Linked DNA regions of Mus musculus: all the other regions are linked to region 1. The links are chromatin contacts, called in public HiChIP or PLAC-seq and promoter capture Hi-C maps. All regions are on one chromosome and are shown on one strand. The core of a region is the stretch at or near the end of the contact, and the rest is flanking DNA. Distances in the headings are between cores, read along the strand shown.

Region 1 (4,146 bases), core at 1,095-3,594:
ATATAACATTTAAGTGGGTAGAGCTGGATTCTTGCCCAGGACACTGCTTCTAGAGTGTATACAAATCATTCCTAACACGTATTAAGACGTAGATTACTGGGGCTAGGAGGATCACTCTACTGGTATACTGTGTGCCATGAAAGCAAGACAACCTACTTGCACGGATCCTCAGCCAGGTAGGACAAAGTATGCCCGGGGAGGCAGAGGCAATGAAGATCCCTCACTGGCTAGATAATCTGGCTCAGTGAGTTCCCTGTTCATTGAGAGATGGCCTCAAAAAATAAGTTGGGGAACAACTGAGAACTGAGGCAGCCACTCAATTGTCAACTTTTGGTTTACAGATGTTTACTGTCCCCACACAGGTAAATACACACACACCCCTCACAATTTGGGGGTGGGATCTGTGCCATCTAAGCTTAGAGCAGGTCTTAGATGGGGCCCAAATCTGTCCTTTAAACAAGCTCTCAGGTAATTCTGATACAAACCAGCCACTAAAAATATGTACTATGGGAATGCTTTCCCAACCTGAGCTCCCGTGGAACACCAGCTTGTCACAAAACAATGAGCAGACGTAATTCAAAACAGATGGGGTAGGGTGGTCCCTGGTTAAGAAAGTTTTTAGGACTATGACGCATTCTATGACTTTCTGGGAGATTTGCAGTGAGCATTACCACGCTGTATTAACAGAGCAGTTCCCAAGCTTGCTTAACCACAGGATCCTCTATCAAGAGCACCCATTAACATCTCACAAAACCCAGCAAGTGGGGCGGAGTCTGGGAAGCCAGGCTGTGGTAGTTCTTCCTACTTGGAGCCCACACTGGCCTCTACTCACTTCTGCCAAGTATGCAATAAGTGGAATTCAAAGCTCTAACCCTGGCCTCACCCTCACCAGCTATGTGAGACCTCTAAGCCTCTCTGGGTTTGCTCCTCAGCTATAAGTCAAAATAATAAGCCCTGCATGCTTACAGGGTCTTCATATGGGCACAATGGGGGCCCAACTGCTGTGTGGGAGCCAGCAAGATGACTCAGTGGGTAAAGGGGCTTGCTGAAAGGCCCAAGAAGGTTGATCCCCAAGACCCACATGATAGAGAAAAAAATAATTCCTGTGCATGTGCACATGTGTAGCCGCCCTCTCCCCACCCCCAACACACACACAAAGTAAATGTAAGAAATGCTATATAAACCACATAGGCCTTTAAATATCTTTTAGTCTGTGACTATGGCCAATCAAAGCTTGGTAATAACCCATTTGACTTTGCATTCCACTTTCCATACATGAGACTAATCTCTTAAACTACTCTGTGATCAGGACGATTATTTTGTCCAAATTATTTCGAAGTGAGGGGCCTGCTTTGAAAACTCCTACAAAGTGATGTTACACTTTACCGTATAGCATAGCATATGCCTACAGGAATCACATCGTTCTTCCTAATAACTCTGTGAGGGGTGGACTCTTACTACTTGGTCCATTTTATGAGAGGAAACTGGATCAGGAAAAAAAAAAAAAAAAAAAAAAGACTTAAAACTAATGCGGCAAAGATCTGGCTCCACTTTTAACTCAAAACTGCATTTGGCACCTCTATGTCACCTAATTCTGGCCACAAAATAAATCACACTGAAATGATGTTCCCGGCTGGTTCAAGGCAGGCTAGAAAGGAAGGAAGAAGCAGTTGCAGACAACCCAAGTTCTGACCTTGGCTCTGCTGCCTAACTACTTGGTAACTTAGATAAACTCCATATCTTCTCTGGGTTTCACTTTTCCTACGTGTGAAAGGACGCTGGACAACCGTGAGGGGTGTAATCTCACTTCTGGTACCTCCTACCACTGATTGTCCCGAGATTATTCGGTCGCAGGACGGTGCTGAGAGAGTCGGGCAACTTGTTTTTATCAAGTTACGCCCAGAAAGACTCCAAGGGAAAAAGAGCTCTAAACGCCTCGAGAGCACAGAGGACTCCGCCCCACGGAGACCTGAGTTAAGCACCCTGGTCCGGTTCAGCCCGGATCAATTCACAGCAAAACCCCCAAAGCCAGTTTTGCGCAATATAAACAACCCCTCGAGTGGTCCTATGTGACGTAAAACGAGCGCGACGGACTGGCCCTCCTGTTTCTCGCTCACACAGAGTCTTGTTGAAGTAAACCTCTGCGTGAAAAGGCTGCGGATCAAGTGGGGAGAAAGAGCCGAGGATGGAGAGTGGTACCGGATCTATAGACAAGCCCAAATATTGACGCAGGGGCCACTACAACTCACCTGTCCGTTTGGATAGCTGGCCATGGCGGTTATGACGTCACACAACTGTGGTAGGCGGAGTTTCCTGCTCCCAATGCCGCTCCTGGTTGGATTTTGGGGCGGGTCCGATTGTGATTGGACGGACAGGCTGTCAATCTTCCGGTCAACAAACGGAAGTCACAGGCGGTGAGCTGGTACCTTACAGAGGGCTGGGTAGGAGTGTCCGGAAGTGTTGTTGACCGTAGTGGCTCGTTTGTTTTTATTTTTCGTGACCTGCAGCGGACCTCGGGCCTGGCCAGCTGTAGTTATCTAATGGGGAGACTTGGTCAGTTGTTTCTGTGGTGGCCATATTATAACCTGGCAAGGCCATATTATAACCTGACGCATATTAGTTACGTCACTGTCGTGATCACTTTACTTCTAACGCCCAGGCGGTTGCCATGGCTACTGAGAACTTAAGCCTTTCCTGGAATGCAGGTGCCATTTAGAACGTGGGTACTAAACAGACCCGTGGACAGTGGAGAAAGGTCAGACCGCCAGAAGAGAAGGAAAATTAAGATGTCACGGTGCTCCTATCTTTATGTATGGGGAAACTGAGGCTCAGAAAGGCAATGACTTAGTTACCTAAACTCACAGTGAGTTCCTCAGCAAAGTACGGCCTAGAACTAGTGTCAGTAGATGACTAGGTCTCAACAAGGAGGTTTTATTCCCTCTGTAGGTCAAATCACAGTTCCTAAGTTACCAACTTTCCTGTACTTGGCTCTTGGGGTTTAGGTTCTAAACTTGGTTGCATGTTTATTTGATTAGTTACATTCCCACGTGGCCGGGCCTGGTGGCACATGCCTTTAGTCTCAGCAGGCAGAAGCAAGCATACATACATAGACAGTTCCAGTCTAGCCATGGCTGCATAATGAGGCTCTGTCTCAAACAACAACAGCAGCAGCAGCAACAACAAAAACTCTCATGTGGACAAGAATTGTGTTTGATTTGCTTATAATTGTATCCCCAGTATCTACAGTGCCAACACTATACTTTTTAAATAAAAAGTCCTGAGCTTTCAATCTAGCCAGGCACTTTCCACAGTCCCACTGCTGATCGTGGTACTGGCCATAGGACAGTCTGCAAAGCACGGTCCTCATCCTTACCTGCAGAGGAAGACAAGTCTGGTGATCCAGTTCCTTCGTGATCTGGCCCAGCCTTACCCACCAGCGCCCCGCTGGCTTATTTCTTTGCTCAGCTTCCCCCTCAGCACTGGCGTTAGTGAGCAGATCCTGTTGTTCGTTTTCTTTTTTAAACAGTTTCTAGCTGTGTGATCTTGAAGAAGTCATTTAACCTCTCTGAGTCACAGTTTTCTGGAATACAACTTAGGAAAATGCTAACTTAAAAATGAACTAGTCACAGCCTCTCACACTCAGGGTTACAACACTCATTCATAAAGACCAATGGCCTCTCACATCTACTCCTCCTGTCCCACCCTCTCTTTAACACCTCCCCCCATGGCTCCCAGCTCATTAGCCACTCCTCTCAGTCCCTCCAGTACTGCCACTGTGTCGCAGTCTAGCCCAGCGTAAGAATTCTCTGATCATTTCCACAAAACTCATCCTTCCTGTCTCAGAAAATAAAATATATATATGTATGTATATATAATCAATCATCTGGTTTTGCTCCATGTTCCAACCACCCCTCTGCTCCAGGACCCCTCTGTAGTCTGGCCTCATCGCCAATGTCTTTTTAGTGAACTCCAGCCCCGCTCCCTTCTCCATGGAGAAGCCAGAGTGGGTGCTTTAAAGTGTGAATTCGATATTGTCGTTCTCTAAACTCCTCTGAGGGTTTTTTGCCACTCTTAATACAATCTAAACTCATCCCTATGCCTTTATTGGCCCACAGGACCTCTCCCCAGCCTGTGACACCGGCCTCA
Region 2 (4,146 bases), core at 1,184-3,683, 920 kb after region 1:
CAGAGGTCCTGACTTCAATTCCCAGCAACCACATGGTGGCTCACAGCCATCTGTAATAGGATCCAATGCCCCTTTCTGGTGTGTCTGAAGATAACTAGTGTACTCATATACATTAAATAAATAATTCTTAAAAAAAGAAAAAGAGAAAAAGACATTGAACTTGGGTCCTATGCAAGAACACCAAGTGCTCTTAGCCGCCTTGTGTAACGCCATCGCTTTAGCCCCTGTTTTTCTTTTTTTTTTAAAAAAGGTTTACAAAATACAATAAAGGGCAGAGACATGTGTCTCAGTGTCCATGTTCCCGTCTCTGTGTCTGGGCACCACTTACTCTCCCTCTCTGCCTCCAGGGTGCCCTTATTCACCCGGTGTCTGCTTCCCTCTAATTCTTTCCCACACACCAGAGCCCTTTCCTATAAGGGAAGCGGTTTCCTGGAAGAGACCAAAGGTCAGAGTAGGCCAGTGGGATGAAGAGACACAGCAAGCCTGGGGGGGAGGAGAAGGTGGGAGGGAGAAGGAAGAGGGTAGGAAAGGATATGTTGGGAAGGGATGGGGCCTGGAAGTGAGGGGAGCGCAGGGAAAAGGAGAGAAGGGTGATGGGGGCGGGGGGCAAGGAGTGGAGGGAGTGAGAAAGAAATATGAGGAATGAAATTCTGAGAGAAACGAAATCACACACTACCTTGTGTAACACCATCCTGTGAAAGGACACCAATGGGCACACCTTATCTGACTCTAGGCATCAGACCCACCCAGGAGTGGTATACACTTAGGGACAGAAAGCAGATCAGTACTTGGGGGACAAGGATGAGTTAACTCTTAATATAGCTAATGGTACAAGGTTTTCTTTTTCTCTTTTTCTTTCTGTTTTTTCCACTGAGGGTCTTATGAAGCCCATGATGACCTTAACTTCAGCTATGTCACCGAAAGTGTCCTTAAATTCTGGATCTTCTTGCTTCCACTTCCTACATGCTGGGATTACAGCGTGTGCTCAGGTTGGTTCACATTTTTCTAGGGGTCGGGGGAGTTGGGAATAAAAATATTCTAGAACTTTAACCTTGTGGGTATACAAGAACTGACTAAAATGTACCCTTCGAAGAGGTGAATGAATGTTCTTAGTGACAGGGTCTCTGTATAGAGCTCTACCTAGCCAGGAACTCATTATGTAAACAAGGCTGGCCTCCAAATTGCAGCCACCCCCCTGTCTCTGACTCTCAGGTATTAAGATTACAGGTAGCATGTACCACCACACCCAGGATAGGTAAATTTAAAAAAAAAAATAGCTTGGTGGTGCAACCGCCCTTAGCGTAATTCTAGTCCAGTCTTTATCTGGCTTGTAAAACAAAGTTTACAAGCCCCTCATGACTTGGCTCCTACCTGTCTCTCCTTAGAGAACATGTCAAAGGACAGCAATAGGTTCTGTGGAGGAACATCAGAGGCACGGGCAGGCAGGGATGGAAACGGTTCTGTTGGCAGGGAGTTGTGGTGGCCGAGCAGTACTGTGCTTGCTTTATTCCATTTAAATCAGTGTCCTTGGACAAAGGGTGTGTGAGGGCACTGAAGGCTGAGTCCAGGGCCTTACTCATGCTTTACCACGGAGCTGAGCCTAGCCTTCTCCCTGTTCTACAATATTCTTGCTTCCCCTTGGGTCTTCCCTGTCTGAAATGCAGTTCTCAGCGCCCGCGTGTACACAACACACACACACACACACACACACACACACACGCCAGAAGAGGACGTCAGATCCCCTGATACAGGCCGTACCGAATAACCTGACATGGGTGCTGGGAACTGAAAACGGGTCTTCTGTAAGAGCAGTACTTTCTTTCCATTTCAGAGCCATCTCTTCGGCCAGCTCGCCCCTTATTTCTTTTCAGAACTTCAGTCATAGGAACTTTCAGTACGTGTTTTATTTGGGTTATAGGTCCTTTTAAATTTCCGGTTCTCTCCGCCAGAGTCCTGGAAAGACATGGCCCTGACTCCCTAGAGCCTAGCAGTGCTCCCGGCATGGAATAGGATGGGTGGAATGAGGTTCCCAGCCCCAGGAATGGCTGGAGCACAAGCTACGTGCACACAAAGGGTGAGCCCACTGGAGTTTCTCTTGCACCCTGAGAATGGCTGCTTGACTGATCAACTAGCAGAGAGGGCCGTAGAGCCGCCCAGGCGCGGAGACCGCGGCCCCACTCGTTTAGGGATTGGCATCGGGAATCATGGGACTTCAAATTCTCGGTACCCAACGGCGCATCCCAACCCCCCACCAAGGCCTGACCTGCAGGTTCCGGGTGATAAGATGCAGCTTCTCCTCAGGGCTTGGAGCATCACCCATGGCTCCGCTGTCTCTGTTTCCCGCGCTCAGCCGGCACCCGCGCCCTTTCCTCGTTCGCCGTCGTCTCCGCGTGCCGGGAACTGTCACGCTAGTCCCGTCGGGTTGCATCAGCTGAGCTCGTCGCTCCGCTTGCTAGGCCTAGATTCTGTCTGTCCCCTCCTCTCCCCGAGCATCCCCGAGTCAGGAGCAGCAGAGAGTCGAAAGAATCGATGAAACAGGAAGGGGCGGAACCATCCAAAAAAAAAAAAACCAAAACAGTGTAGGTGGAGCTGGGGGGCGGGGTTAGGAAGGCCGCCCATGACGCACCCTCTCAGGGGCGGGGCGGTTTCCTGCCAATCACTGCTTGCTTGCCCTCCCCCTGGTGTTGGCCCCGCTGCCTCGGGGTGGGGGAGGTCGTGAAGGGGGCGATAAAATGGCGCAGGGGGCGGAGTGAGGTGCTGCCGCTCGCCCAGGCTTTTGGCCCGGCTTCCGGAGGTGAAGAGCGGGCGGGACGTAAGGGTCGGCGCCCGTCGTCTAGGCGAGGGGTCGGGGGGGAGGGGGCGGGCCGCCTGTTGCTTCTCCACAGGGCCGCGTTCTTCGTCTTGCCCCCGTGAGGAGTAGGGAAGCTCGTCTCGCTGAGGGAAGGGCTGCTTCTCGCGCCAGAGGTGATGGCGGGCGGGGAGGTTGTCCCTGCCCCCCACCTCCACATCCGTGGGCGAGTGACGCCCCTCATCCCGCTGAGGAAAAGGGAGCTGTCAGGTCCTCGGGCCGCCGGCCCTGCCAGTGGGGGCGGGGGGGGGGGTCTTCCTCTCCCGGTGCCTGCCTTCCCCGCGGGAGGCTGTTGCTAGGGAGAGCGGGGATGGCGGGCTTCCCGCGGGGCGTCGTGGCGGGAGAGGGCGACCCACTCCGGGCGACCGCGGGCCGCAGCCTGCCGAGATGTGGCAGTCAGCGTCTGTCCCCTGAGGTCGGGTGCCCTGGCGGAGCCCGCGGGGGGACCTGGGTCGCCCCTGGGGGGAGGGGCGCGGAGGGAACACGCGCTCCTCCCGCTATCCGCGGGGAGGCGAGGACTCGCTCTCCCGAGTGGGAGGAGGAGGGAAGTGCAGAGGCCCTGGGCGCGGCGGGCGGGCGGGTAGTGTTCCCGACGGGGAGGCCCGCGGGCATCCTCGCAAGGTATCCCTGGGCCACCGTTGCTGGGTTTCATCCAGGGCCGCAGGGAATGCTGCAGACACCTAAGGTGAGCCCTTCTTCAGAGGGCCACCAAATGAGGACGGAGTTCACCGGCTGCCCTCATTTTTTGTTTTTTGTCCTCCCCCCCCCACCCCCCCGTGGTTGTTAAGAGCCCCAGGCTTTAATAGACTATTCTTGTAAAAGAAACCTGTTGCTTCAGTTTAGAAAAATCTGCTGCCTGGGCCTGTGTGGGAATTCTTGGCTCCCTAGTCTGGGGGAATTGTTACCTAAAGCAGAGATTTCCAGACCGGTTATCTTTCCATTTTACCTTGTTTGCAGTTAGCCCAGAGGGAGTTGCAAATTCTTTCAGATAGTCAGTTCCCTTTGTTAAAAAAAAAAATTTTGGGAGGGGCTCATTTTGATGATACACCCTTTTTTGGTGGATGCTGTCTGCTTCACGGGTAGTGTATTTTGTTTAGGAGAGGTTGGAAATCAAAGGCCAATGAGGAGTACCCCTCCACCCCCTTTTGCAAAATCCTTGCTTTTGGTCCTGCATATCAGACCCAGTTGGGTAGTGGTTTTGGTTTTAGAGTCCTGAACTAGGTAGGATGTGTAGTATACATTTGGCATTGGCGTTTTACTGTCCTGAATAGAATGAGGCTTTGTGCACGAAGCCAATA
Region 3 (4,146 bases), core at 1,056-3,555, 860 kb after region 1:
TACTCTGACTGCGCTACTAGCCCCATTATTTTCCTGAAGCCTTTTCTTTCTCTTCCATTTGTGCAGTGGTGAACCCAGGGCCTCAGACATGAGAGGCCAGCACTCTACCATTGTTCTATAACCCCAGCTACAAACTCATGGAGAACACTGATTCCCTTTTTAAAAAATCATATGTGTTTATTATTATTATTATTATTTTATATCCCGACTGCAGTCTCTCCTCCTTCCCTCTCTCCCTCCCTTCCTCCCCTCAGACCCTCCCCCCTCCATCCATTCTTCCTCCATTTCTATCCAGAAAAGGACGGGCCTCCCGTGGACATGAACCAAATATGGCTCATCAAGTTGTAGTAAGACTAACCGTCTCTCCTTATATTAAAGCTGGACAACTCGATATGAAGGAAAGAATCTCAAAAGCAGGCAAAAGAAAGAGTCAGAGGCAGCCCCTGCTCCCAGCTGTGCCCTTGCTCCCACTGTTAGGGGTCCCACAAGAAGATCAAGCTGAGCGACTGTAACATATCTTCAGAGAGCCTGGGTCAGTCTCATGCAGGCTCCCTGGTTGCTGGATCCAGTCTCTGTGAGCCCTTACAAGCCCAGGTCAGCAGCTTTTTTTTTTTTTTTTTTTTAATGTACATTGGTGTTTTGTCTGCATGTATCTGTATAAGGGTGTCAGAGCCTCTGGAACCACAGTTACAGATTTGTGAGTTGCCACGAGGGTGCTAGGAATTGAACTTGGGTCCTCTAGGACAGCAGCCTGTGCTCCTAACCACGGGGAGCAATCTCTCAAGCCCGAGAGCAACACTTTTTGCAGCCAGGCATGTTGGTAGTGGTAGCAGCTTACATAGGTCCACCATACGATGACACGAGGATAGTATGATGGCCTTAAAGATTATACAGCCAAACTCTGCCACAGGAAAGAGAGTACTGAAAGAGTGGGTACTGGTGGTTAGGAATAAAGAACACTCTCCTGACCACACTTTCCAAAGGCCAGGGCAAGGACAGCCGCCTTTAGATCTCCAATCCAACTTCCTCTCCTCCTGCTGGGAGCAGCTGGCATTCAGAAAAGACTTGTTTATACATGTAAACAAACAAACAAAAAGCCAGAGTATTTGTCTTCCCACTTCTGAATGCATGCAGACTTATTTTATTTATCCCTTTGCCTGAGGCTCAGCATGGGTAGTAGGTGATCTGCCTTAGGGCCCAGGTTCACCACTGCTGGGAGCCTTGGGGCCGTTCAGGGACTGGAGCAGGTCAGATCACTCTGCACTGAGGTCCGCTTACAACCTTAGAGTGAGGTCTACTGCGTGCCAGGGCAGATTAGGCTGGGTGATCAGGTCCTGTTCCTGTCCTAATGCAGACTAGGGCCCCGGGAGAAAGCTGTGTGACAAAAGTCAAGTTGATGATGCTAGACAACTCTCAACTCTAACTGCGGGACGTATGAACAAGACTCTTCTGGGGGCCGCGGAGGTTTGCTAGCCTCGAGGCAGAGATGAGCATCAGAATGCTGGCTTTGATTCCCTCCTGGCCTCACTCTCCCTTCTGTCCTAAGGGGGAAACATTCCCTACCTTGCTTTCCTCGCAGCTTATAAAATCAGAGATATAAAAGGGCTTGGTCAGCTATAATACAGCACGAGAGGCCGGCAAGGAAATGAACACAGCATTTTCCAGACTTCTAAAGGCTTTCCCTTAACCAGCTTCTCCAGGCACACACTTAGTCGCCTACCTCAAGATCCACCCTTATTTATCGTAGTTGAGCATCTCAGTAGGAAAGCCCGAGTCTTACTATAAGTGCCCTGGGGGAATCACAGCCTCGTTAAGGGTAAACTGAGGCCTGAACATCCCACTCTAGGTACTCAGGAATGAATCAGAAACAACCAAGAACAGAGCAATTGCTGGAGGCTTCCCCCCCACCCCCCTCCGGTGGTCCTGAGCCAGGGGAATACCTGCCACAGGTCCCAGGTGTCTGGGAAAAAAAGTCTTTCCCCAACCATAGGAGACACCGGGTGATCCAAAGGCCAGTACCTCGCTGCCCTACGAATCCCGAACACCCTCGGGGTTTTTCGAGAGACAGACCCTCGAGGATCAAGGAGGGGCGGGGCGAGGAACCTCTACTCTGCAGCCGGACCTCGCCCTCGGGGCAAGGCCGGCGGGGAGGGGCGCCTTGCCGCTGCGCTGCTACCGTCCCCCCCCCCCCCGCCCCCGACGGCCGCTCCCGCCGCTCGAGCCCCGCCCGCCCGGCGGCCCCGCCCGCGCTGCCCCCGCCCCCGCAGCGATCGCTCAGCCTCCGCCGCCCAAACTTTTTTCTCCGGGCGCGTCTCCGGCGGCGGCCGCCCCCGCGCATGGGCGCCGCGCTGCAGGGGGCCTGACCCCCGCCGCGGGCACCGCGCCTCCCCAGCCCCGCGCCATGGCGGCCCGCGCGCCCCCCGCCGCACCTGCGGCCGACGAGCCTGGGAGCCCCGGCGGCCCCCCGCGCAGGAAGAAGTCCCGCTCCGGCCTCCGCCGTGCCTTCAGCTGGCTGAGGGGCAAACGGCGCAAGAAGAAGGCGGCCGGGGCCGAGGGCGCCGAGTCCACAGCCTCGCGGGCTAAGAAAGCGGACGACAAGGCCAAGCGGGCCAAGGGCAAAAGCCGAGGTGAGCTGGCCTGGCACCTGGGTCGAGCGCGCCCATGGGTGTGGCAGGGTGGGTCCCTCTGGTGGGGTCGGCTGTAATGTGGACGGCTTGTCTCCTAGGCAATGGTTTTGGGGGAAGTGAAGAGCCCAGGGCACCCCAAGATAGGTCCTGCGCCGCTCCAGGGGCACAACCTATCCAACTGTGAGAGGCAGAGACCCCCATCTGGGCAGGGATCCCCTAGTTTACGCAGGAAGTGCTGGCTGGCTGGCCCTCCTGGTGGAAAGACACTTTCCTTCTCCTAAGTTGTGCCCTCTGCTGAGTCAAGGGGTCAGAGATTTGACACTGGCCCAGGGCCAATGGGAGAGGCAGGTGGCCTTGGGTCTTGGGGTGTCGGTCTCTTTGGGTCTTTAAGGTCAGCCTACTCAAAAGGAGTTCTTTTTGCCCTCCAGGTAGATCCTGGTTCCAGCTCCCCAAAGTACTCAGCTTGGAGTCCTTTGCTTGAGGTTGTTACCAGTGTTAGCTTTTCCCATCTCCACACCCCGCACCCCCCCTCCCCTCCCTTACCTGGGCCAAACCACAAACATCCACCTCCTGAGGTGGTGAGATCACCTTCCTGAACCAGAGTCCTCTCCTCATCACTCACCACTCTCCCTAGTCCCTTGTCCCCCGTAGTAACCTGCTTGTGTTGAAAATGGAGAAACTGAGGCTCAAGTGAGGTGGAGAGCCTTTGCCTGTGCTGCTGTGCCAGGAGAAGTCAGCAGCTGCTTCCTAGTGTTTGGAAGTTTTGAGCCCATGGCTCTCCCTGGACTCTAAGGGGTGGGAAGCCTGAGAGATGGGGGAGATGGGGAAGGAAGAAACTGGGAGCCTTATATCCCTGTTAAGGTCACTGTACTTTTGGCCACTTGTTTGGCTTCTCCCCCATCTCCTGTTTCTGTCATCAGTTTGGTGGGGAGACCTTTAGTCTCTGCTGGGGCGGGGGGGGGGGGTAGAGGCCAGCGGCTGCTGGAAGTTTATCTTCCTATACTGCCAAGCTAAAGTGCTGAAGGTGAGGGAATGGCCTGGGTCAGGGCCCATCCCACCTAGCTGTGTTTACCTTCAGTGTCCTTTAACTGCCTCTGGCGAATTAGAAGGAACTTTAGGGGTCAGGAAGAGGGTGGAAAGCCTCTTGTACGATTGCATCCGGCAGATCTTCCTTTTGGATAAGGGCCCTGCTCCCTTGCGGCCCAGCCACAAATAGAAATTTGGGCGCTGGGACTGAGATGAGTGGGCCAAGCCCCGAGGGAAGATTTGCTGGAGGCGTGTTTTCCAGGGTTCTGCAGCCCCTAACTGGAGGGGAGTGTGTCCCAGGGTTTCCCACTGGCATTCAGGGTGAAGTCATTCCCTTCCGCCTTAAGAGAGCTTGTGTCAGAAAGACAGCAATACAGGTTGTGGTGGTGGTCGGATGGTCAGGCAGGATAGTGGCCCAGTGGGATACCTTATGGGAGTGGATTCTCTTTTTCAGGCGAGCAGGCTGCAGGTACTGAGTGGTAGGTTAGCACTG
Region 4 (4,146 bases), core at 1,157-3,656, 820 kb after region 1:
GCTTCGATTACAGGCACAAGCCATCCATGCCTGGCTCTCGGAATCTCAGAGATGTGACCCTAACCTAGAGTTTTTAGCCTCAGCTCACATTCCTCTTGCCATCCTCCTAGTGCCTGGCAGCCCAGAACTTGTGGCAACTCTTCACACCTCCTACTCCTCCGAGCCCGTAATATCTAAAGGAGCTAGCTGAAAAATGCAACTTCTTGAATACCAAGCTGCCTAAAAACACCAACCTGAACTACCAGAGAAGGTAAAATTGCCGGCACCGGGAAGGTGCAGCTGCTTGCTCGGGCAGAGTCCCTGCTTTCCCTCCTCATTATGTTCCTGCCTTGGAGTGACTTAACCTCTAGTCTAAGCACTTACATGAATACTCTCTTGTAGGCTGCTCATCTATAACGCCCAATGCAGGGGCCAGCAAGCCAAAGGGCGAAGCACCTAAGGCTCGCCTGAGTCCTGTAAGTGGAGGGAGCCTAAAGACCACCGTTCCCAGCCCACTTAACACAAGCCTAAAAGCCTCTGAAATATCATAGTCAAAGCACCTTTCTAGGGTTAGGGCTGAGACTGAGGGGCGAGCCCTTGCCTAGCAGGCAGAAAGTACTAGGTTCATTTCCCAGCCAGAATAAGTAATCTGGGCTGCTGAGATGGCTCAGTGGGTAAGAGCACCTGACTGCTCTTCCGAAGGTCCAGAGTTCAAATCCCAGCAACCACATGGTGGCTCACAACCATCCGTAACGAGATCTGACGCCCTCTTCTGGAGTGTCTGAAGACAGCTACAGTGTACTTACATATAAATAAATAAATCTTTAAAAAAAAAAAAAGTAATCTGTTGCTGGGCAGTGGTGGCGCATGTCTTTAATCCCAGCACTTGGGAGGCAGAAGCAGGTGGATTTCAGTGAGTTAAAGGCCAGCCTGATCTACAGAGTGATTTCCAGGATGGCCAGGGCTAAAAGAAATATTTTTTTAAAAAATCTGTTTACTTAACAAATGTCTAAACATGCTGCAACTCCATCTCCTTGGTACCGTATCCCAACAATACCAACTTGTGTCTTCAGGACATTCTGAATGGAATGCAGTTTCATCATCAGGAGGAGTGACTTTAAGTTATACAGGTACGTTTGTCCACTGGATGAGAGCGGATGTCCTGAGGACAGGGCTACTTGTGGGGCCCTTGGAAGGCAAGAAGAAAACAACTGAACTTCCAGGGGAAGTTGTGCCCAAGGTCAAGTGGCAGGTCTGTGGTATAGAACCCAGGCCTCCTGAGTTACAGGCTGCCACACCACCCTGGGTACCAGAGGTTGTCCTCGGCTAACTGCCTCTCTACTGAGCTGGCATAGAAGCAGATTACAGGAGGCCAAGCAAGAGAGGGACAGGGCCCAGCTGGGGTCCCTGACCTCAACACCTCTGCCACTCTGTCTCTGTCCCAGAGGACTTGGGCAACTCCTTTATGCTGTCCATCAGACTGTGACTTGGACGTGTGTATTACATGTCATGCAAACAAAGGTTCGTGCCTGGCTTCAAGCTTATTAGTGTGTGTGTAGGGAATACAGGCAAAATGTGTTAAGAACCCAGCTTAGGGTTGTCTTCTCATGTGACAACAGGGTTTACCAGGAAGTATTCCCATAATTTGATACACTGGGAAGTCCCTGGGCCACAATGTGACCTGAGGCAAAATGACTCCACAATCCCCAGTGGTAAAGTTCCAGTGTGGACAGCTGTTGGGCTCAGCCAGGGCCCAGTGCTAGGCCAGGAGAACAACTGCCTCTCTAGGCCACCACCCTGAGCCACACCAGGGAGAGAGAGCTGACCGAACAGACTCAACTTCAAGCTGGCAGGTGCCCAACCCTGCACCAAGTGGCTCAAATGCAGTGAATTCTCAAATGGTTTCTCCCTAGCCCCGCTAACAAGTGAATAAGAAACGGGAAAAATAAGACTTTAAAAAAAAAAAAAAGACCCAAAACTTATACTCTTTAGTCAGTTAGGCCAACTACATTTTGACAGGTTGCTAGCCTGAAAGGATTAATCGCACTCAGCCTGTGGAAGGAGTGACACAGACCCCCGGAGGTGTCAGGTCCCCAAGCCAGGGCCTCCCATCTCCCTTCCCCGGTGGCTCCGCCCCGTGCCACACCCGGGCATGACCACTACCCACAGCCAAGGGAAAAGGGCCGCGGGTCGGGGATGGGAGCCCACCCAGCACCCCCTGTCCTACTGGGCGGCGACACGAGCCCTAGAGGATCCTACCTCGAGGCCCGGGCGCCGTCCCCGCCGCGCAGGGGTTCCGGGCTGGCCATGGCTGCGCGACCCCGGGCTCGCCCGGAGTGTTATTAATAGCCAACGCCGTCGGCGATTGTGCCGGTGCCGGCGCCCGCCGCACTGCCAGCTGCAGCGGACACCAGATCCCGGCGGCCCGGGCGGGACGCGCCCACTTGGCCGGACGATTACCCGCGGGAGGAGGGCGCGGGCCCCGCGGCCCTGGGGGCGGGGAGAGGGTGGGAGGGGATGGGGTGGGGTGGGATGAGGGGGCGGCCCAGCGGCACTTCGCGAACCTTCCTTTCATCTCTCCACCTTTCCTTCTGGCCCTGGTTGCATGGTGAGGAGAGGAGGGGGCTGTTCGGTCCCAGGGGAGCTGCCCCCCGAGTTCAATGAAGGCGGGAGGAAGATTTACTGGTGGGGTACCCAGAGGGATCCAGCGCCCCTCGTGTCGGCGCCTTGCGATCCCCACCCACGCAAGGGCTTGGAGCCGGGTCATCTTCTTGGTGGCCTGCAGCTGTCATGAGGGGGTGGGGCAAGGCGCCTGCTGGAGAGGGGGGGGGGTGGTTAACTGCCACACCCCATGCGTCTGGGGACAGCTGGGGGCCACGGCTGAGGAAGAACGGCTTAAGGCAATAAAGTTGAGTCTGTTTAATTCAGGTTTCTTCCCCTCGCCCTGGAAGGTTTCTTGGGGTCTTCTGAGAGGTCGATTTGTCGCTCCTGCTCAGTCACTTCTGTTGTGTTTCAAGGCACGCACCCACCCCTAAGTCTTCGACCCTCCGGTGTCCTAGTTAGACTTCCACACTGAAGGCACCCTCCCCCTCCCCCCAGGACGAGCTGCTGGACCCCTTCCCAAACCTGAGCCCCAGGCATTCTTTCTCTGAATACTTTTTCCCACTCAGTCCCCGAGTCAGGGAGGGAGGAGGGCTTTGATTCAATCGCAGAAGAATGCTGTGCACCTAGCGGCCAGGGCCAGAAGGCTGTACTCCGTTTAATCAGATCTTAGAGCATCCTATGGGATGGCGAATGAGGACTGATGCCCGGGTGTTGTTGACTGGGTAGCTTGTGCGTTGTGATCCTTGTGCCCACAGCTGGGAACATCTGGCGAAGGTTCTGTGTGTGCAGCAAGAGATGGGTCTAAGGTTGTATCCCCAGTGTGACTTCCTTCCAGTCCTGGTCCTGGGTGGTCGTGTGGAAGTGCAGCTCTATGATGTGAGAGCAGGGTGATTGTGCCAGGTGTGATCATCCTGAGGGGAAGTGGGTGCTGGCTGCAGACTACGGAGCAGGTGTATAACCATGTGTGACTGTATGCCTGACTGGGCTGCCATGTGCCAGTGTGGCAGCTGAGGGGTAGGGGTGGCTGTGGCTGTGCACACTCTGGGAGTGTCTCCCGGAGCTGTGTTTTTTGCATCTTTTTGTAGACTGCAAGAGGGAGGAATCCAAAAGCCCAGAGCAACCCAATATACCCATGTAAGGTCTATAGAAGAGGAGATTTGGAGGCAGCTGGTCATTTTCTGACTTAGCCCTGAAATATTCCAGGGGAGGATGTTGGCAGACCTCCGGGCTTCTTGCTGGACAGCTGTTGCCAGTCACAGAGAAGGAAGGGAGCAAGGGCAAGGCCTGCCAGCCTGCTGTTTACCCAAGGTGCTAGGCAACAGGCAGCAAGGGTGGTAGTCACAGGGGCTGGCTGCCTCTTCCCTCCCAGCCCCCTTGCCCAGGAGCTGGCAGGGATGTCCCCAAGGCCACATCTCTAACTCCTGGCAGCTCCCACTAAGCTCCTTAGTGTGAAAAACCGATTCCCTACTAAGTCCAGAAACCCCTTCAAGCTTGGACCTTTGTCCTTGCTGCTGTCTATGTCAGATTCTGCCGTCCCTCAGAGCTCAGCTCCCATGTGGTCTC
Region 5 (4,146 bases), core at 916-3,415, 810 kb before region 1:
CCCAAATAACACTGGAGCACCAGAGGAAAGGCTCAAAGGCTCAACTTCACACAAAGTCACTTCCTCCCCCCACCAACTGTCTCAGTAGGGTCCGGAACCTGGCATACCTCGGGCACACCAGCTCCTCATCCACACTCCCCCTCCCACACTACAGTATCCCCACCTGTGACACTCACTCCAGGAAGCCTTCCCTGATCGCTTGACCCACAGTGTCCTGATCTTTATGGAAACGGGACATCACTCATGCACCCACAGCTGAGGTGCTTAGACCGCATGAATAAAAAGAAAACCCAATGGTTGCACGATGCAGCCTGCCAGGTTTATTTACTTTTTAATATGTTTATGCTCTTCTGAGATGCCAGCCAATCAGACAGGAAACATTTCTCTGCAAGACAGGAGCAGAGCCACCAGAGCAGATGGAGCAAGGGTTCCAGCGACCGCAAGCCCCTCCACCCCACTGAAGCCACTTAGTGACCCACCCCCACCTCCAGCATACTGCAAACGTCTAAGTTCAAAGATCCCATCCACAGCCCCTGGTCTCCACTTTAGATAGGGAAGCAAGCCCCAAGCCGGGTTTTCCCAGGAGCTCAAACAGCTGGCTCTGGCAGAGCTGGCATAAGGACCCTTGTCACGTCCTTCCCAGAATGGTGTGCTATCTCAGCAATGACAATCTGAAAGAATTGATGCCGAGACAGAGTGCCACCGCCCCTCTCAGCTCCTGTGCTGGCTGAGGCTGTACAGGACAGACTCTGAGTCTCCCCATCCCCCATGCCAGGCCCTAGAACAGTGGTTCTCAACCTATGGGTTGAGACCTTTTTGACAACTCTTTATCTAAAAATATATTTACATTATGATTCATAACAGTAGTAAAATTATGGTTATGAAGTAGCAATGAAAATAATGTTACGGTTGGGGAGGGTGGGGTCACCACAACGTGAGGGACCGTATTTAAGAGTCGCAACATTAGGAAGGTTGAGAACCCCTGCTTTCGGTGGACAGGTGGGTCAAGACACACTCATGGAAAGGCAGGGGACCATGTTGCACATGTCCCTCATGCTTTATAGATATCAACTTCACCCACACAGCCACCCAACACACAGCTCTTATCATCCTCATCTTCTGTTTTGATCTAAAGAAACAGGCTCAGAGAGGTTCAACAAGTCATGTGAGACTGCACAGCAAAGGCTGGGAATGGGGGAGGGGGGCAGGGAGGTGCACACAAGAGCTTCAGGACAGAACTGGTTTGTACCACTGCCTGGTGCCACACGGCCTGTGGCCGGAAGCAGATGTCACCAGGCTCTGCGCAGCAGCCTACGGATTTAGGTTGATTTTGAGGAAGCTCTTCCAGGCCCAGGAGAGCTGTTAGCCACAGGTTCTGTCTGAGTCACTGAAGCCAAGAAATGTTTGGGCCTCAGAGAGCTAAGTGTGGCCAGGGGCAGGGGGTGAGGGGTAAATCCCAGCAGAAGAGAACAGAGACTCCAACTTTAGGCCACTCCAAAGGGAGAGCCTTATCCCTGGTCACTAAGACTGGACCTGGGGTCACACTGTGACAATGACAGCCACTGTGACATGCTGGCTGCCCCCCACCACCCCCAAGCAGTTCCCCAGCCACAAAGCTTAAGCCATCCTTGAAGGGAGAAGGTGGCAGCTTGACTGAGCTGTGAGCTGAGAGGAAGCAGTCGCTGGTTCCCAGTAGAAGTCCAAAGGTAAACCCAGACCCCAGACTAGGAAAGGGCCCAGAAAGCCCTACACCCGGGCCTGTGTGGAGCTTGGCATCCTGGAACAATCCCAACCTGCACTCCTCCCCGTTGCCAGCCTGCCTTTCTCTTTGCACAGCCACAACCAAAAGGGCACTATTCTGTTCAACTCCACAGGGAACTACTAAGGCCCAGAGTAGCACAGGGCTTGTCCAGGGTCCCACAGACAAGTAATAGGTAGCAATCCCCCAGTTGGAAGGTCTCAGTGTGTCCTCACGCACACACACACACACACACACACACACACACACACACACACACCAAACACCCCAGACTCCCCAATACTCACTATGTGGTAAATGGCCAGGGCTATGGTGGCGACTCGGATGTTGAAACAACAGCATGTCTGTCTGACCGGCGCTGCACGGGAGGCCATGGTGCGCAGTCCCCTCTTCGGAGGCTCTGAGTAAGGAGTCTTGGGCCCACAGCAGAACAAAAAAGAGGAAGCCACAGGCTGCCTGCCTCACTTCCGCCTTGCCCTCAGACGGTAGGGGCCAGGTCTGTAAGTCTGGGTTGTAGCAGCTGCAGGGGAGGGAAGGGGGGGGGGGGTCACAGGGAGCCCGACTGAGGCATCTACCACTCCCAGGGGCTCCAATGCTTCACCAGGGCTGGGCTCCGCATTTATATGCACTCTGCTTCCTGGATGCTGAACACCGCCCTAGAAGCCCTTTTCTAGAAAAAGAATCCGATATGGAAATCTGTCCCTAATCAAACAGTAGTTCTAATGGAAGGATTCAAACTCAAATGTGTCTGGTTGTAAAAACAGTAGCTGTCAGTAAACTGCTCCTTCGAGATCCTGTGAAGCTTAGCTCCTTACCTGGGCTGTTCCAGGGAGGGACTGTTGGTTTGGTTTGGTTTGGTTTGGTTTGGTTTGGTCTGGTCTGATTTGGTTTGGTTTGCGGGGGGAGGGGGGGGGCAGGGTTTCTTTGTAGAGCCCTGGCTGTCCTGGAACTCACTCTGTAGAGCAGGCTGGCCTCAAACTTATAGAGATCTGCCTGCTTCTCCCTACCAAGTGTTGGGATTAAAGGCGAATACTGTCACTTCCCAGGAGGAGGTGCTATTCTTATCCCCATTGCACAGATGAAAAAACTGAGGCACAGGATGAAGCCATTTCTCCCTTGCAGTCACCAAGATAGTCTAAAAAGGAGTGGGAACTGGAACGGAGGCCAACTGCCTCTAGAGTAGTAATTCTCAACCTGTGGATCATAACCTGTCCAGGGGTCGGCCGACCCTTTCATGGGAGTCACATATCAGATATTCTGGATATCAGATATTTACATTACAACTCATAGCAGAAGTAAAATTACAGTTATGAGGTAGCAACAAAACATAATTTTATGGGTGGGGATCACCACAGCATGAGGAACTAACTGTGTTAAAGGACCACAGCACCAGGAAGGTTGAGAACCGCTGCCCTAGAGGCCCTCCCTGAAGCTGGGCTTCTCACACATCTCCATCTCCTCCTCACTCTGGGCTCTGAAGAATTGTCACATGGGAAGCCATAGGCATGAGTGTGTACCAGGCCCCTGTAATAGGCTCTTTCTCTTGTGGTCTGTAACCCCTGGAGGAGATCTGGGAGACCCCTGGCCGAACCCGCTTTGCAGGGTCCCTCGAGACAGAAACCTGGGATTGTGCGTTCTTCCCCACTCTCTAAGAAACGTTGGAATTAGTAAGTTTGAGACTCTTCCCTGACTTAAGACTCTTCCCTGATGTCTCAGGGGATAAATGACCCACGCTGCAATAAAGGAAGGGACAAGAAGCCCTTGCTCAGACCTGTGGGAAGCCCCAAGCAGGTGTCCTGTGACACTGTGGAGTTTGGATTGGACACCACAGCATTTTTTGCCCCAGGAGAGATTAGAAACGGCCCCCAGCATACTCATCTTGAAAAGAGTTGTCCTGTCAGGGCAACAAAATCAGGCAGGTTGAGCACTGGGGGGATAGCTTAATCGATAGAGTATTTGCCAAGCAAGCTTGAGGACCTGAGGTCCTGAGTTCAGGTTCCCAGCACACGTGTGCTGGCTTGGTAAGGTGGCCCATCTGCAATCCGGTAGGTGAACTCCGGGTTGAGTGAGAGAACCTGTCTCCAAAACTAATATGGAGAGCCATTGAGAAAGACACTCAGAGTCAACACCTGGCTTACACACACACACACACACACACACACACACACACACACACACAAGCTCCTGGCAGACCTGGTCATCCCTTCAATACTTCATTTGAAAGTCACTTTCTTCTTCAAAAGTCTTGCTGAGCCCTGACATAAAAGGACTCGTAGCCTGGGTTCGAATCCTGACAACTTCCAGCTGGGTAAGGAGAGCAGCAGAGGGACCAGGGTGGATGCCCTGGAGTAGAACTGAGCACTTCTGGGAAACCCCAAGGCCCCTGG
Region 6 (4,146 bases), core at 449-2,948, 730 kb after region 1:
TTAATCCTGGCTGAAAGAGAACAGCACAGAGAGACCTGCCTGCTCTCTGTGTGTGTGTGTGTCCCCCAGACAGGGTCTCCTATGTAGCTCTGCCTGTCCTGGAACTATGTAGACCAGGGTGGTCTCGAACTCAGAGCCTCCTGAGTTCTGGCATTACATGCATGTGCCACAACACCTGGTGTCCTAATGATTTTCTTTCTTTTTTTAAAAAAAGATTTATTTATTATATGTAAGTACACTGTAGTTGTCTTCAGACACACTAGAAGAGGGCGTCAGATCTCATTATGGATGGTTGTGAGCCACCATGTGGTTGCTGGGATTCGAACTCGGGACCTTTGGAAGAGCAGTCAGTGCTCTTAACCGCTGAGCCATCTCACCAGCCCTGTCCTAGTGATTTTCAAATAAGCACTGGTCTACCTTTCCTTCCATTATCTCCCATTACCTCAAAAGTCCAGGAAACGAATCTTAATCACAGAGCACCCCTGGGGTAAACAGGTGTGACATTAAGAAACTGTTAGGTGTCAAACCTGGGACAAATAGCTGGGGTGCCTAGTTAACATGTCAAAGCTGACCTGGCCACCAGGTTCTCCCAGCATCCCTCAGTCCAATACCTGTTACAGGGTCCTCTAGGCTGGCATATCCGGCCCCCTAGCTTGAATCCTCCAGTCCAGGGGGCTGAGCTATTCTTCCCTATATAATCCAACCATTTTGGCTCCCTACCCTCTTTGTAATTTGGGTCTCCTGCTGTACTTGGTTCTGCTGCTCTCTCTCCTCCCTCCCCCACCCCACATCACAGGGCACAGCTCAGTTCACTCTGTACTCTCCCAGATGTTCCTGCCTCTGGCTGTGCTCTCCCACATATCTATAATAAACTTTCTCCTCCACTATACCTAGGACCAGGCATGTCCCTTTCCTTTTTATTTCTCCTTTTTTTTTTTTTTTCATTCAGAAATGACTGTATTGTATTCTCAGAGAGAATGATGTTCGAATACATAGTTACTTAGTGAGGAGATCGGAGAAATAGGACCCTGATGGGCTTGACTGAGGCTTGGGAGAGGAACGCCTCAAAATATTAAACGCATGCTTTGAGACTTTGAATCTTCTCCCCCATTCCGCATTACTTGACAATCAGCGTGAAGAAGTAGAAAACTAATTTAGTTTGTGGAATTTAAGCAGTATGAAAATTCAGCGGTTTACTATTTTAGGAAATGTATCACCTGATATTTGTGTGCCATAAATATTAGGGTCACGTCAGAAGAGAAACTTGATTTTACGACCAATTTTTATATTTGAAAACACGAAACACTGTTTTGTACTAGTTTTATATAAAGAATCACGGCCTCTTAATCTCAGCCCCTCCGGGCTTGCCTCTTCAAAGGGCTTGATGGGGACCTACAGAGGTTTCTAAAAGGCTATAACTGAAATTAAGTGCTTCGTCAAAGGGCGATTTTGTGGAACTCTCTCCCATTTTACGTCGCTAAACTTAAGTACAATAATGTCACATGTATACAGTATTTGTGGGCACGCCTAAGTCCCTCCCTCTCTCCTTGAACCAATATCTCCACATATTAGAAATCCAGCCCTTCTGCCCTCCGGAGGCGCCTTTCCCAACGTAAAGTACAATTTTAAAATTTAAGCTCCCGACTAAAAGAATGATCCCCAATCAACTGCTGGGGAACCTGGGCGCCCTAGTGCCTGCGGAGGGTGCAGTCGGGCGTGGGCACGGACAGGGGGAGTGGGCGAAGCTGCTGGTTGGTGCCTGAAATCTGTGCGTTGCCCCTTTAATTGTGTCCTCAGCCCTCGGGCGTTTCTGTCCAACGCCCACGTCAGCAAATACCTTTTGTTTCTCCCACGTTGGGGCTACTTGTTTTAGGGCGCAAAGCCTCGGCTTCGGAAAGGGGCTGCTTCCCCTACCCGGAACCGGGAATCGCTCCGCAGCGCGCGCGCGCGCGAGCGAGCGAGCGAGCGAGCGGCTAGAGCCCCGCGGTAAGTGGCTGCACGGGCGCGGGCGGGAGGAGGGCGGCCCGGGCGTCGGGGCTGCGGGCCGGGCCCAGAGCCTGGCGGAGGGCGGCGGAGCCGCCGGGGTGCGCCCCGGGACTGCAACCCCAGCCGGTGCGCCGGGCGACGCAGGGGGCACCCGGCGCCATTTGCAGCCGGGGGCGCAGAGCGGCGGCTCCGAGGGTCGGCGACGGCCACAAAGGAGACGCGGGCGGCGGCGGCGGCCCCGGGCGCGGCTGCGGGACAATGGCTGCACCGTCGCCGCCCGCGCCCGCCCCGCCGCCAGCCTTGGCCCGGCCCGGGGAAAGGCGGGAAGGCGCCCGAGCCTCCTGACGGCCGCGGCGGCGAGGCGGCGCCACGGGGCCGGGCGTGTCTGCAGACGTCGGGCGCGGGGCGCGGGGCGCTGCAGCCCGGCGGTCTCACTCCGCCCTCCACTCTCTGGTTTTCCATCACGACGCGACAGTTCTGGGCTTAGAACCGAGGGCAGAAATATGGAGCCCCAGCTGGCCCCGCGGCAGAATGTCCCTGGCATCTCCCACCTGGAGACACTGTCGGCTTTAGTCCCTTCGCGCTCTGGCGCGCTTACTCGCCCTTGACCGTGCGGTTATTCGTAATCCACGTCTTTGCGAGACGTGTTTGGAATAGGATTCACACCTAGCGGGCACCCAACCACACACGCCGCCAACACCTAGAAGTCTTTCTATTTGCAGAACTTTAGTAAATGGAGTGGTTTCACTTTGACGAAATATTGCACTTAATTTCTTATGAGACGGCTACGGGTTCCGGCTGTTTATTCTACCTAGCAAAGGGGAAAGGGGGAAAAATAAAACGCTAATGGTTAGGGAGTCTCATCCCTAGGCAGGGAGCTGAGACGTGGCAGCCCCCCAAGGCGCCCTGTTCTTGCAGCGTCCCGGAACAGTCTCCAAAGTACCAAAACCTTCGCTGATTTTATCACTTAAATCGCACTTTTATTTACCTATTTATTCTTTGTTTTAAAGCGGACTCAGGCTAGACTTGAAAATTTGATCTTACCTCCACCTCGGGAGGGCTGGGATGCACTAGGCAAATTTTTGGCACAATTATATACTTTTTAATATTCAAAGACGTTAATATAAGTTTTAAAACTCCTCTTTTAAAAAGCTATTTTATATATCTTTTTTTTGAAGGCACTGTTTCATGTACCCCAGGCTAGCCCTAAATCTTGGACCTCTGATTCTCTTGCAGCCCCTACCAAATGCTGGGATTACAGGCATAGATCACCACACCTGATATTATCCTGTACTTGAATTGAACCCATGCATGTCACATAGGCACTCTACCACTAAACCCAGCCCTCTCCAAACCTTAAATGGCTCCTTCACATCCTACTAAAAAAATAAAAAAATCCAAAACCCCCATGGTGTGTGTGTGTGTGTGTGTGTGGTGTGTGTGGTGTGTGTGCGTGTGGCGTGTGTGTGTGTGTGTGTGTGTGTGTGTGTGTGTGTGTGTGTGTATTTTGAACCCGGGCCTTGCATGGGCTAGGTAAATGTTACCATTGAGATACATCCCCAGGCCCCTTATTTTAAATTTTAATTTTATTATGAGATGAGGGTTTTCTCAGGGTTGCCTTGGTCTTACTTCTTCCTGCCCCGCCTCCCAAGACCCTGGGGTTAGCCGACATTACTGGCACACCACAGTGACCTCCTCTCCCCACCCATCCCTCCTCCATCTGTTCCTGTCCACCTCACGGCCTTTGCACCTGCTGTTTGGTTTGCCTGGAGTAGTTTCAAAGATACACATTCTTTCCTGCTATGGACACCAATCACTCAGATGTCATCTTCTCGGTGAGGCCTTTCCAAGTATAGTTTCAAAACTCGAGTCTCTCTCTATTTTTTTTTTTTTTTAGATTTATATATATATGTGTGTGTGTGTGTGTGTTGCCTGCCTTTGTGCCAGTATACCAAGTGCTTGCCTGGTGCCAGATGAGGGTGTTGAATCCCCTTACATGGATGTTAGAGATGGCTGTGAACCTCCATGTGGGTGCTGGGGATTGAACCCAGATCCTTGGAGAAACAGCCAGTGCTTTTAACTGCTGAGCCATCTACCCAGTCCCTCTTAAGTGTTCTAACATTTCATTCTAAGACTTTCCTATCTTAGACCCTGTAGACC
Region 7 (4,146 bases), core at 1,102-3,601, 680 kb before region 1:
ACCAAAGCCTCGAATCTGTAGGTCAGAACACACCCCCAACTTGACAGCCACAGCCTGGATCAAACCAGCCTTCTCCTCCCTGGAGTTCCCTTCCCCTGATCCCGTGCTCTCCCAGACTAACAAGAAGACCCAGGGTCATCCTGTTTTTCCCCTGCTGAGCCAACCACTGTCAGTCCCTTGCTGTCACCAGAGACCATTCCTGGAACTACTACCTGGGCTTCTGATCTAGCCTCAGCCCTCACTGAGAAGCATCCTTTAACCCTTAGCTTTCCAGGCCAGGTAACAGTGCAGAGAGTCCTTCCTCTACAGTCCCAGCCCCTCCCTGGGAGGACAGCATGCTTGCAGAGAGAATACCTCTTGAGACCCATCCCTACCACAATCTCTCCCCTCGCTCAGCCAGGTCACCATCTGGGCATGCCACTCAGCATCAGTCTCAATCATGCCAGCTCCACTTTGCCCTCACACCTACCTGGTTGAAGCCCTACTATGTGCTGAGTCCTCAAAAATCTCCCTGAATCCTTTCACTACGGGTAGAATGTGTATTATTCCTTCCTAGGGACAGTAGCTCCAGTGAAGCCATTTGTCCTGAGCCCTTTGTACTCAACACCAAAATGCCTTCAAAGGTGCCTCTGTGTCCACTCTGCCTCCCCGGAGGGCACCCTTAGTCCGTCTTTGCAGAGAGGAAAGCTGGGACTCAGAGGAGTGGCCAGGCTGGCTCAAGACCTCACTGTGATTGGGTGGTGGTCTTCACTGGACTTTGAAACCAGATCTTTGATGTCAAGGGTAATTTTCTATAATGCTGCTGAAAAGCAGTTCCCACTGCCAGTGTGGGTAGTGCTGCCTTTTGCTCAGGAACCTCTCCCCTCACCCCATCAGGAAAAAAAGGAAAAAGAAGAAGAAGAAGAAGAAGAAGAAGAAGAAGAAGAAGAAGAAGAAGAAGAAGAAGAAGAAGAAGAAGAAGAAGAAGAAGAAGAAGAAGAAGAAGGAGAAGAAGAAGAAGAAGAAGAAGAAGAAGAAGAAGAAGAAGAAGAAGAAGAAGAAGAAGAAGAGAGAGAGAGAGAAGAAGAAGAAAAGAAAAGAAAAGAAAAGAAAAGAAAAGAAAAGAAAAAAAGGGCAAGGCATGAACCGACCACCAGGTACTATCTTGGGGTCCCCTCCCCAAAGCTAACAGTTGTCAGGGCAGCTCAGAGTCTTGCCTGCCTCCCTACAATCTGGCCACCTTGCTTAGGAGAGAAGGGGCGTGCCGGCCAGCCTGGGCTCTGGTGGTCATCTGAGTGGGTAGGGACAGCCATTGCTCCTGGAGTCAGCCACATGGGGGTAGGACCTAGAACTCCCCAGCTCACTCAGCCCACATTTAGACACCTGTCAACTCAGAACTCACTTGGGAGCTGGGTTCCTCAGAGCAGGGACCCGGCTCATCCACCTGCAGGACCGACCCTCTTCCTCCCGTTCTGCTAGTGAAACCAGAACCAAGTTCAATCCCTTAGCTACTTCGGTTTCTCAAAGGGACAGTCAGGGGTCACCTGGTACCCACCTCTGATGGCACACACACCCATGTCTTCTGGGGTGGGAGCTGAGCCAGGTCCACCATCGCTACACACCTGCACACACATACGTGTGCTTTCACACAGGTCCATGGGTCAAAGCACACACCCCCTCACCCACAGTCACACAGCCTTGGCCATGGTGGAACACAGCGTGCAGAATGGGTCACCCTAGTGTGGAGCGGGATGCGGATGCCATCCAGCCATATGGACAGAGCCTCTCCCGTGCCCACACCCACAGGTGCCCACGCACCCTTCTTAGAAGCAGACACACACACACAGGGTCACCCTCATTCACCCTCGCGGGTCACCTTCATCGACCCACCCCCTCCTCCTCCAATGCCCCCAAGGCCCTGCAGGCAGCTTGGGATGGAGTGGGGGTGGGGAGAAGGCGACCCCAGCGGATACCGGACGCACACGCTTCCCGGCGGGGAGGGGACCCCATGAGACCGGGACACACCCAGCGCGGCACGCGCGACGAGGGGACACGCAAAGACACGCGGGGTACACGCTGGGGACCCTCTTGGGGCCCATCACTCACCCCCGCGGCGCGGCCGGCCAGCAGCAGCAGCAGCAGCGGTGGCAGCAACAGCCCGCGGGCCCCGGGCGCATGGGTGGCGGTGTCCACGCGCTGCCCCTGTGCGGTCCCGCGGCGCGGCGGCCCGGGCTTCATGGCGGCCTTTGTTCGCGGCGCGGGCTGCGCGGGACCTGCGCTCGGCTCCTCGGCCGCCGGCTCCGCCTCGCTCGTTCGTTCGCTCGCTCGCGGCTCCGCGCCCACAGCGGCCGCGCCCGCAGGAAGCGTCGCCGCCGCCGCCGCCACCGCCGCCGCCCCCCGCGCAGGCGGGGCGAGCAGGAGGGCGGGGCCGCGGCGACACCGGCACGCGACACCGCCCCCGGCCTCAGTTTCCCCCCGCGCAGGGGGGGGGGGGCGAGGGGCGTTGACGTCTGCCCCCCTACTGTGGATCCGCGAAGCACGCCGTGTGCGAGCCGCGGGAGAACCTGCTCTTCCAGACAGCACCCCGGGTCTCTCTGCTCCCAGTAGGGTGGTGTCAGAGGACCCCGACTCGGGGTTCCCCCTGGTCCTCCTGAGCTTCTCCTTGGCCTGTTTGTCTGAGAGACACAGGCCCCTAGCCACCCTGAGTTCAGGAAGCAGGGGCTTGGGTCAGCTACAGGCACGCATGGCGAACACCAGCACGCGTCTGCTGCTCACACGCTGGTGAAGTCTCCAGTTTCCCATTCACAGGGGCTCAGTTGCACTAAGGGGTCTCCGGGGAGGCTGGTAAGGGTAGGCGTTGGTTAGTTGGCATGTGAGCTGAGCAGGACACCCTTTGATGTCCCTGCAATCGGCACTATCCATTTGATGGCCATGTGTCCTTGGAAAGAAACCCAGAGCATGAAGCTCCGCACCATATAAGGCAGAGTGTGAGATGGGTTCCCCAGAGGGAGTGAGAGGCTGGGGCATCACAGGTATGCAAGGCTTGCCTAGCTAACCTCGGTAGACATCCTGGGGGGGGGGGGGCGTCCACTCTGTGGCTTACAGATCGCTGAGAACGAGCCAAGCCTGAGTAGTAGCTGCCTGTAACCCCAGTACTCATGACTTAGGAGGCTGAGGCAGAGGGATCTCAAAGCCTGGGCTACATACTGAGTCTCTGTATTTTCAAATATAAGAGGGGAGGGAGAGCTGGTGAGAGATACAGCATACTACTTAAAGATGTAAGTGACTAGTTCCCGGTACCCACACCAGGCTAGACACAACGCCCTGTGACTCCAGCTTCAGAGGATCTAATACCTTTAGCCTCCAAGGACACCTGCATTAATGTGCAGAGGTGTGACACGCATGCCCGCGTGTGCACACATACACACGAATAATAAAAATAAATCCTTTAAAAATGATAAAAATAAATGTTGACACTTTTTTTTTAAGGAAGATGGACTTTCAGGCTGACCTTGAACTTGTGATGTAGCTGAGTATGACCTTGAACATCTATTCCTACTACCTCCATCACATCCAATTTGTGCTGTGCTAAGAACCGAACCCAGAGCTTTGTGCAGAAGGGCATGTGCTCCACCAACTGAGCTACATCCCCAGGCCCTCACAAAGAGTCTTTTAAATCAATCCCATTCGATGCGTTTTGGCATTTGAAGCTAAGATGCCTTGAAGAATACAACATGAAAAGATTGACCTGCCTAGGAATCAGGAACTGGCTTTATCACTAGCATAGCCAGGAGCTGAGGGACTCTAGCTTTGGGTTAAGCAAGTGCTTGGGTTCAAATCCTGGTTCTGACAACCATGGGCTCTGGTACTTGTTTGTACAACTTCACCTCTCTGAGCCTATTCCCCAATGTCTGATGGAAATGAAGACCATATGGGCTTCACTTATTCATTCAACAAACATATTGAATGCCTTGTGTGTACCAGGTCAGGGGACAGGCTGGGAAGCTTTTGTGAGCTCTTCCTTTTCGTGTACTGGGAGTTCAATCAATGTGGTTGGGACTGGTTCTGAGGTGCTCTCAAAGGTTTAGCTGGGCCGGGCGGTGGTGGTGCACGCCTTTAATCCCACCACTTGGGAGGCAGAGGCAGGCAGATTTCTGAGTTCAAGGC

What was found. Promoter capture Hi-C pulls out the DNA fragments that hold promoters and counts their contacts. HiChIP or PLAC-seq counts read pairs in DNA pulled down with a chosen protein or histone mark.
Region 2: a contact with region 1 is called in a FOXA1 HiChIP or PLAC-seq map of pancreatic cancer cells. The contact joins the promoter of Yars here to the promoter of Pef1 in region 1. A contact is called at or near these places in 2 of 39 promoter capture datasets (liver and pre-B cells), 1 of 484 Hi-C or Micro-C datasets (CD4 T cells) and 3 of 115 datasets of contacts at active chromatin or transcription factors (double positive thymocytes, pancreatic cancer cells and thymic regulatory T cells).
Region 3: a contact with region 1 is called in an HNF4G HiChIP or PLAC-seq map of pancreatic cancer cells. The contact joins the promoter of C77080 here to the promoter of Pef1 in region 1. A contact is called at or near these places in 1 of 39 promoter capture datasets (liver), 2 of 115 datasets of contacts at active chromatin or transcription factors (double positive thymocytes and pancreatic cancer cells) and 1 of 9 other capture datasets (adipose tissue).
Region 4: a contact with region 1 is called in a promoter capture Hi-C map of pre-B cells, with 3 times the contacts expected there. The contact joins the promoter of Sync here to the promoter of Pef1 in region 1. A contact is called at or near these places in 3 of 39 promoter capture datasets (hippocampal neurons, liver and pre-B cells) and 1 of 115 datasets of contacts at active chromatin or transcription factors (pancreatic cancer cells).
Region 5: a promoter capture Hi-C map of liver shows a contact between it and region 1, with 2.3 times the contacts expected there. The contact joins the promoter of Laptm5 here to the promoter of Pef1 in region 1. A contact is called at or near these places in 4 of 39 promoter capture datasets (embryonic stem cells, liver, neutrophils and 1 more), 2 of 484 Hi-C or Micro-C datasets (both in the G1E-ER4 cell line) and 2 of 115 datasets of contacts at active chromatin or transcription factors (embryonic stem cells and memory CD8 T cells).
Region 6: a contact with region 1 is called in a promoter capture Hi-C map of liver, with 2.7 times the contacts expected there. The contact joins the promoter of Zbtb8a here to the promoter of Pef1 in region 1. A contact is called at or near these places in 4 of 39 promoter capture datasets (liver, pre-B cells and stem cell-derived epiblast-like cells) and 2 of 115 datasets of contacts at active chromatin or transcription factors (bone marrow-derived macrophages and pancreatic cancer cells).
Region 7: a promoter capture Hi-C map of fetal liver shows a contact between it and region 1, with 4 times the contacts expected there. The contact joins the promoter of Sdc3 here to the promoter of Pef1 in region 1. A contact is called at or near these places in 2 of 39 promoter capture datasets (fetal liver and liver).

The regions. Positions count from the first base shown.
Region 1 is chr4:130,105,754-130,109,899 of GRCm38.p6, reverse strand. It overlaps Pef1 (penta-EF hand domain containing 1), which reads right to left and starts at 2,344. Exons shown (of 5, transcript NM_026441.4): 1 at 2,250-2,344. The coding sequence starts at 2,273. Gm40258 (a long non-coding RNA gene) reads left to right here and starts at 1,782. Exons shown (of 2, transcript XR_868200.3): 1 at 1,782-2,299.
Region 2 is chr4:129,188,190-129,192,335 of GRCm38.p6, reverse strand. It overlaps Yars (tyrosyl-tRNA synthetase), which reads right to left and starts at 2,433. Exons shown (of 13, transcript NM_134151.5): 1 at 2,264-2,433. The coding sequence starts at 2,320. It overlaps S100pbp (S100P binding protein), which reads left to right and starts at 2,757. Exons shown (of 7, transcript NM_001379590.1): 1 at 2,757-2,794.
Region 3 is chr4:129,246,602-129,250,747 of GRCm38.p6, reverse strand. It overlaps C77080 (expressed sequence C77080), which reads left to right and starts at 2,305. Exons shown (of 7, transcript NM_001033189.3): 1 at 2,305-2,627. The coding sequence starts at 2,402. The region is part of intron 1 of Gm12976 (a long non-coding RNA gene); the gene reads right to left.
Region 4 is chr4:129,285,881-129,290,026 of GRCm38.p6, reverse strand. Sync (syncoilin) reads right to left here and starts at 2,406. Exons shown (of 5, transcript NM_023485.3): 1 at 2,239-2,406. The coding sequence starts at 2,288.
Region 5 is chr4:130,911,335-130,915,480 of GRCm38.p6, reverse strand. It overlaps Laptm5 (lysosomal-associated protein transmembrane 5), which reads right to left and starts at 2,165. Exons shown (of 8, transcript NM_010686.4): 1 at 2,047-2,165. The coding sequence starts at 2,133. Gm38599 (a long non-coding RNA gene) reads left to right here and starts at 1,589. Exons shown (of 5, transcript XR_001784452.2): 1 at 1,589-1,706.
Region 6 is chr4:129,375,580-129,379,725 of GRCm38.p6, reverse strand. Zbtb8a (zinc finger and BTB domain containing 8a) reads left to right here and starts at 1,698. Exons shown (of 5, transcript NM_028603.4): 1 at 1,698-1,986.
Region 7 is chr4:130,790,742-130,794,887 of GRCm38.p6, reverse strand. It overlaps Sdc3 (syndecan 3), which reads right to left and starts at 2,351. Exons shown (of 5, transcript NM_011520.3): 1 at 2,086-2,351. The coding sequence starts at 2,217.